Regions from separate parts of the Zea mays genome. Here region 1 is linked to region 2. Evidence: chromatin contacts called from public Hi-C data. All regions are on one chromosome and are shown on one strand. Each heading gives the region's core, a stretch centred on a gene start, on an enhancer-like site or on the middle of the called end of the contact. The rest is flanking DNA. Distances are from core to core; before and after follow the strand shown. Region 1 has its middle 32 kb from the start of LOC542497. Region 2 holds the start of LOC103637831 (beta-1,3-galactosyltransferase GALT1).

Evidence for each region. A called contact is a pair of places that touch in the nucleus more often than the background predicts.
Region 1: a Hi-C map of ear shows a contact between it and region 2, with 1.5 times the contacts expected there. The contact joins the enhancer-like site here to the promoter of LOC103637831 in region 2. A contact is called at or near these places in 2 of 25 Hi-C or Micro-C datasets (ear and leaf).

What each region holds. Positions count from the first base shown.
Region 1 is chr9:5,823,494-5,827,038 of Zm-B73-REFERENCE-NAM-5.0, forward strand. No RefSeq gene overlaps it. Among protein-coding and RNA genes, the nearest start is that of LOC542497, 32 kb to the left of the region's middle. Within about 2 kb of position 2,183, at least 16 of the 20 cell types and tissues checked have an H3K27ac peak or open chromatin away from gene starts, as enhancers often do. A contact at or near this core is called in ear and leaf, where this site is marked.
Region 2 is chr9:5,628,054-5,631,967 of Zm-B73-REFERENCE-NAM-5.0, forward strand. It overlaps LOC103637831 (beta-1,3-galactosyltransferase GALT1), which reads right to left and starts at 2,431. Exons shown (of 8, transcript XM_008660869.3): 1 at 1,841-2,431; 2 at 1-215.

The DNA of each region.
Region 1 (3,545 bases), core at 933-3,432, 200 kb after region 2:
ATAACCGGCTATAGTTTTCGCTATAGCGAGCAGGAAAAAGCTATGCACTATTGATTCATTTAGCCGCTATAGCCCGCTATATCCTGATATAGTCGGTTATTTACATTTTTGAGAATCACGCCGCTAAACCCCTTAACCCGCTATTAAATCCATGGTTTAGATATACAACAGCTAGCTTCACATTTACCCCTCTCCTTTGTTCGCACGTCTTCTTCGTCCGGAGTCCGAAGAAAAACCGGCGAGGAATTCCATGACAGACCTTCTTCGTGTTCTTCAGCCACCTCGCACATGCAGCGGACCCCGGCCCCCTCCATAGGACCCGCTTCGACCACACCCCATGCACCCCTCGCCCCTGCTGCGGAGCAGCGCCGCCGCGCCGGCTGGCTGGCAAGCCCTAGCCGGGCACCCCACCCCAGTCCACGCTGTCACGTCCATCCGGCTTGGTTCGAGAGCAGGCCGCCGTCGCGCCTGCAGGAGGCTGCCGCGGCCTCCCGTGGTGCCAGCCCCTGTCGCTGGCCCGTGGGGGCACAGGTGCGCCATGCGCTGCAGCCAGCCAACGGCAGCCTCATCAGCCGGTCGTCCTTCTCCCCACGGCCGAGGGCCTTTGCTGAGCTTAATCAGACATGATGGCACCAATGTGAGGTTACTTGGATCACGAGGCTTCGACCAAATTATGAGGATTTACGTTTGTTGGCTGTTACAATTGGACAGAACTTATGATTAGCTCTATTCCTTAGACGCAAATCAATTCAAGCTTGAGTATAGCCTTGGGCATCCTATGTTTTTTGATGGTACAAAGACCTACAGGACGTACAGGTATATTAAAACGACCGAAAGTTTTAAAAAGCCAGCGAGAATATACAAATGAAAAAAAGGGAGAATCATTTTCAGAGTTCTGTTCTCAAGTTGACCAGCGCCGATGACAGCATGAGCCTGCTATGTTGTTGCTATGCCAACACAGGACAGGAGCACCTGAAGCTTAGCTAAGGCCATGGACGCGGGCTCGCGGCGCACACCTGCCTGCCCCATGCGTCACCCACTCGTGTCCCCGGCACCCAATGCGCAGCGACGTCACGCACGGCGCCGGGCGCGTGCATGCCAAGGTGCACTAGTACAGAGAAGTTCTATAGTGGCGGTTGTAAACCTATTTATAGTGGCGTTTTTCGTAACCGCCAGTGAAAATCAAACATATTTTAAAAATAGTTAAAAAATTTATTTTTATTAGGCCCACCCACCCGGTATTTTTCGCAAGTCGCGGCATTTTTCGAGCAAAATTCGCGCGCTACGCGGTTGTTAGTATTCGAACCGTCGACCTCACCCTCGCGCGTACCCTCCCCTACCACTCCGTCTATGACATGTCTTGTGTCTAGTTTGTAGTTGTTTTCTCCACATATTACAACCATTTGAGTGTAAATTGCTTATTTGAGACCCTAAACGAATTCAAATAAAAAAGTTGTCAACTACAAAGATAAATAACTTTTGAAGTTCTACAACTTTTATTTTGACACTTTTTTCATCCGAGGTACTTTGCAAAATTTGAATTTTAAATTTGACATACTTAGATTCAATTTTTGAGAACCGAAATGAGTTCAAACAAAAAAGTTGTCAACTACAAAGTTTCATAACTTTTAGAGATCTACAACTTTTATTTTGGTGGTTTTGTCATACGAGGCCGTTTGAAAAACTCGAAAAATTAAGGATAAAAATGATTTCTAGTGGCGGTTCCTTAAGAAAACCGCCACTAGAAATCGTATTTCTAGTGGCGGTTCCTTAAGAAAACCGCCACTACAAATCATGGATTTCTACTGGCGGTTTTCTTAAGGAACCGCCAGTAGAAATACGATTTCTAGTGGCGGTTTTCTTAAGGAACCGTCACTAGAAATAACACAGTCGGTGGATAACCGAAACCGCCTGTAAAAATATATCGTCTCCGCAGGCTTTGAGCCTTTTTGTACTAGTGGTGGTGACGCCTCGGGGTCCCTTGATCGCTCTGGCGGCGTCCCCACGCCGCCGCGCGCCGCCGCGCACGTACGCACGAGCGCGGGGTGCGCGCGCCGGTTGGCATGGCAGCGTCACAGGCGGGCCGTGAAGGACGACAAACGAGAATGTATAGATCCATCCATCCACGATCCTTCGGGTCCATGCAGATCACGCGCGCCACCGACGAGTCCCTTTCCCTTGCTTCTCCTTTCAGACCGTCGTCAAAAGCTCGGCCACCACTAAGCTAGCCACAGTGAAACACATGCGCCGTGCCCATATATTATAGATGTCCAAACGGGCCACCCGGCACGGGCCCGACCCGAACCCGATTCGGCCCGGTCCAAATAGTGCCGGGCCAGGCACGACCCGTTAATAGATCGGGTCGGGCCGTGCCGGCCCACGTGCTCAGCTGTGTGCCCAAACACGGCACGTCCATGTCTAGATCGTGCCGGACCGGCCCGAAAACCCACCGTGCCTAACGGGCCGTGTCCAACACTGGCCCGCACTGTTTCGAGACCGGCGGCGTCAGCAGCAGGCGCTACTCCCTGCAGGCGTTCTGCTCGCCCGTGGTCATCGCCCTCTCTCCGCCGTCGTCTGCGCGGCCGTTCCAGAGCATGGCGTGCGACGTCGCCATCTCGTGAGGCAGCACGACATGCATGCATGGGGCCCGCGTGCCACTCGGATCGAATCACTAGCTAGCTAGTGTCTGTCTTTCGTGGAGGTGTGCAGTGCAGCCAGCCATGGTGCCTCGCTCTTCAATTTGTAGGTCGCGGTGGTGGTGACGGCTGCTGCGTGCTCTCTGCTGCGCAGCCACCAAATCAAGTCAGGCTAGAGCACTCGATCGACTGGTCGTGTACGTCGACTTTGTTTAGACTTCAGACGTGGCGACAGCGAAGAAGGTGGCAGCCGTGTACGTACGTACTTCTTGCCGCCGACAGTAACAGCCGGCGGCGTCGTCAACCTCGAGTGCAACCGCAGGGCTAGGCTGTCTGTGGCTGGCTTACGGGCCGCCACCGTGCCGGCCTGCAGCTCGTGCCGGGCCGGGCCATAGCACGCGGGCCTTCGTAGCCGTCCAAACCCGGCCCGCTTAACGGGCCGTGCCGACCCGAACCCGTTATTAACCGTGCCGGACCGTGCTTGGACCGGGCCAAAATCGTGCCGGGTCACGGACCAAACGGACGGCCCGTACTGTTTGGACATCTATACCGTATATAGACGCAGACCAAGCCGATGGAGACGACTGCACAGTACACGAGACCCGCTCGACCACACACGCACGGCACGCATAGCCGCTGCACTGTCTGCACACATTTTACGAAAAGGAAAACAAAAGGACGGAGTGATGGACGCGCACACACAGCACAAACGGAGGTCGAAGAGGCCATGCCTGTAGTCCAGCAGAGCAAAGGCGTACGTATGGTCTCAGCTGGTTTCGTCGAGTCGCCCTCACGTTTTCAGGTCAGTGCTGCTGCAGCGAGCGGAAAGCGGCTGCTACGGCGGCGGCGCCACCACCACCACCATGCGGGTCCTCCCCGCCCTCGCTCGCATTATGCATGACACACACA
Region 2 (3,914 bases), core at 1,181-3,680:
AATTCAGAACAATATTTCAGAACCAAACCATCCAATCAGAAAAGCTGAACAAATTCCTGCTGAACTGTGACCCTGATGTGGTGTATTGAGCAACTTCCTCAACGTAACCAAACATTCCCAGGTGTGTTAACAAAGCCTTATAACCACAAGGAAGCCTGGCAGGTTGGAGTGTCCTACCAACCAGAAGAAAACAGCAGACATTAATCAACTTTATCCTGTAAAAAGAAAAAGGTGGCTGCTCATTAATGTTCTCTTACACAGTACGTTTGAGATGTTGGTTGCATAAGAGCATTAATTCGGATATAAAAGGCAAAAGGTTAGGCTCCAGTCACATATTCCTATATGCATACTCGCTTTTGTGCATACTCCCTCTATCCCAGAATAAATAGATTACACTACACCTCTGAAATGTTCGTTGGATTATATCATTAATTCCGATATACAAGGCAAAAGGTTAGGCTCCAATCACATACTCCTATATGCATACTTGCTTTTGTGTATACTCCATCCATCCCAGACTACTAGAGTTGTCTTAAGTCAAAGTTTTTATACTTGGCTAGAATTTCTAGAAAAAACCATCAAAATTTATAACATCAAATTAATATCATTAGATAGAACATATTTTCATAATAAGCGCATTGATCACAGGGATTGAATTACTTGGGGACGGAGGGAGTATCAGAATCTGTAACTGATGGCAAACTCTCAAACCCCGCGGCTAGGGACTCCGCACTAAGCAATCATGCACTTCAATTTGAGTAAGAACTAAGAACAAATGTTACTAATGTTGGGAATAGTTCCACATTATGAGTTATGGATGGGCAAATATAGTTATATGGTTGAGGGTGTAACCCCTTAATGGACTAGCTTTTGGGGTGTTGCCAACAGACCTAAAACTCGTTGTTGTGCGTTCGGGTGTGTGTTGCGGCCCAGCAGCCAGGGTGTGTATGCGGGTGTGCCACGTGTGCAGGCGATCCAACATGTGTGTCGTGTGTCGGCGGTTTGATTTCAACAATTGGTATCGAAGCTCAGGTCGGCCTAGTGTATTTTTAAACAAATCTTGGATCACAATGCATGAGAAGAAGATTGTTAAAAATAGTCACACATTGCCAGTGGACAAGCATGGTTTATATTTATATGGTTGAGGATGCAACCATCTAATGGACTACCTTTTTAGATCAGTGCTAGCCCTAAAACCCGATGTTGTGCATTCGGTCGTGTGTGTCGTGGTCGACCGTGGTGTGTGTTTCCAACAACTACCTCTCGTCAGCAGGACTACAGCATTACCTCAGCATGTCAATCCATTACATGCTGAATCCAATTCTCGCTTTAAATGGGGAAGAGTCAAGGTTGACTATGAAACATCAAGAAATAACAGATACAACTGTTTGGGGAAAAACCAGTAGTAGTATCAAAACTATCACAAAATCATAAGGCGGGATCGCAGCTGCTAATAACCGAGTTCCATTTACAATATATTTGTAAGAGAGAGAAAAACGAGCACCATAGTGTTTACTTCGAACAAAAAGGTCACAAAATAGACAGCGCGAATCTAGCGTCATCGCACAAACCGCGCCGACAGTTTTCTTTTTGAATGCATTTTTAAAAAAAAAAATAACGAAAGAGCATCACTCAGAAACTTAGAAATGCGCAGATCACCAAAGCCCCAACGAAATCTGGCGCACGCCGACACGCGAAATCACGAACGAAGCAGGCGGCAAAGCACACGAGCACGCGAACACCCCAGATTTCGCAGGAAGTCTCGCCACATGACCGCACACCACCTCGCAGTGTGCATCTCGAAGCCCGCAAAGCACAGCCCAATGCCAGAATCACTCACCAGGAATCCGCCGCCACCCGGCAGCTGGGTCGCTTCGAACAGCCTCGCGGGGCGGGGGCACTCCTGAGTCCTGCCTAGCCTCACCAGCTCAGGCGCTGCCTGAGCCACGGAACAAGGCCTGAGGAAACCAGCGGGCCGGGAGCGAGCGACGAACAAGTCAGGTGAAGGCGGAGCATAGGAGCTCTGGGCGCAGGATGAGAGAAGTCGAAGGCGGTGCGAGCCTGTGAGGAGGATGGCTTCAGGACCACGCCACGGACCGACCGAACGCGAGCGGGCGAATAGGCGCCGTGCCGGTGTCGCGGGGCCGGACTCGCTCGGCCAGTCTCTTTTCTTTTCCCTGCCGTGGCGGAGAAGAGAAGAGTCGCGGTCGGGCTGCGATGTGCGAGGGTGGGTGTACTGGGTAGGTGGGTGGGTGGGCGGGCTGCCGTTGGGTTGGCCGGAGCAGCGGCCGCGCGATGTGGACTGGGATCTCGCTCCTTTGCTTGCTTCGGCGGTCGGCGCGTCTCGAGTCTCGACGGGGTCGGATTCTTGGCTTCTTTCTCGGTCGGGGAGCAGCGCCGGACGAGCTGAGAAAAGCGGCTTTGTGCAGTCATCAGCGCTAGGCACGCTGTGGGCTGAGGCCTATAGATGGAAAATAGAAATAGTTGTCTCGTATCTCACATTCATATGTACTTACACAGTTCCAATTTATAATTTATTTAACTTTTTTACCATAAGTTTGACCAACTCGTTATTCAAAAAAATTATAATTATTACAATTTTTACTGTGTATTGTTTACCATATAATATAATTTGGCTTTGAATTTTTCAGTTTTTCGTGAAAATTTTGAATAAGACGAGTCGGTCAAACATGATAAAAAAAAGTCAAACAAATTATAAATTAGGATAGAAGGATTACTAAAATGTGTATATAGATTTTAGTATCAAAGTTGTGTTTAGTACAGAATTCAATGATATATCTGAGTTCGTTTAACAAATTCGGATTTGGATTTGACTATCTAAATTTACGTCGGTTACTGATGTGAAATCGGATAATATCCATATTTGTAAGTCTTGTATGCGAGCCGGAAAAAATATTGTGCATCCCGGATGCAAATCGAGACGTTTGCAGCCCCTCACAACTTCATGAGGGCTTGTCCATTTTCATCTGAATCTATGTGGATTTGATGGGATTGAGTGGGTTTTAATTCATAGCAAGTCAAAATATTTACTAATCCCTTCTAATCTCGTCCAATCTACATGGGATAGAAATAAATGAACAAGGTCTAAATGGGTCCAACGAAGAAGTGCCTTGAAACGATGAGGATCAAGCTTGCAAATTCTGACTCCATCTGTTGGCCAGCTCCGCACGCTTTGGCTCACGATGCAGCCGGGCAACACACACCTAAAGGCACAGGATGCAGGGGACCCAGTCGCCTCCTCGCCGGGCAACACACACCTTGATTCACTCGCACCTCTATCCGGCGGCTCCGAAATTGTAGAGGTGGTGGCTTCAGGAGATGTGGTCGACAAAGGCGAAAGATGAGGAGGATACATATGGATTAGGTGGCGGCGGTACAGGGGATGAAGGTCGATGATCGAGATTGGGACTGGTGGTCGTGGTGACCAATGGGATCGGTTGGGATTCTCGGCGGTGGCTACAGGGACTAGTGGCGACGATGCCCGATTTGAGAGTGGTGGTTGGCGAGATTGGGACTGTTGTGTCCGTCGCCTGTTTCTTCCATAAGAGCTACAATGCCAATAGGTGAAGTCGCGGTTGCTCATCAAACGAAGCCACACGATGGAGAATGAAAAGATGTAGCCGAAATGCTGGAGCTGAAAGCAGTGGAGCCATATGGTTGGGCATCTTTGTTGGACCCACTCGGAAGGTTGTGAGAGGTTGTGAGGGGCTATTTCTTTGCCGAGTGTTACACTCGGCAAAGTGACCAGAATACCCCTTTTGCTGAGAGGCTATTTAGAAGGTTGTGAGAGGCTATTTCTATTGGCACATTTGCTGCACGGGCATAGGACTAGACTCGCTCCTTTAGCAGCTTCGTCAAATGCCTGTTCCACGAAAGAATCAGTCTTTCTAATC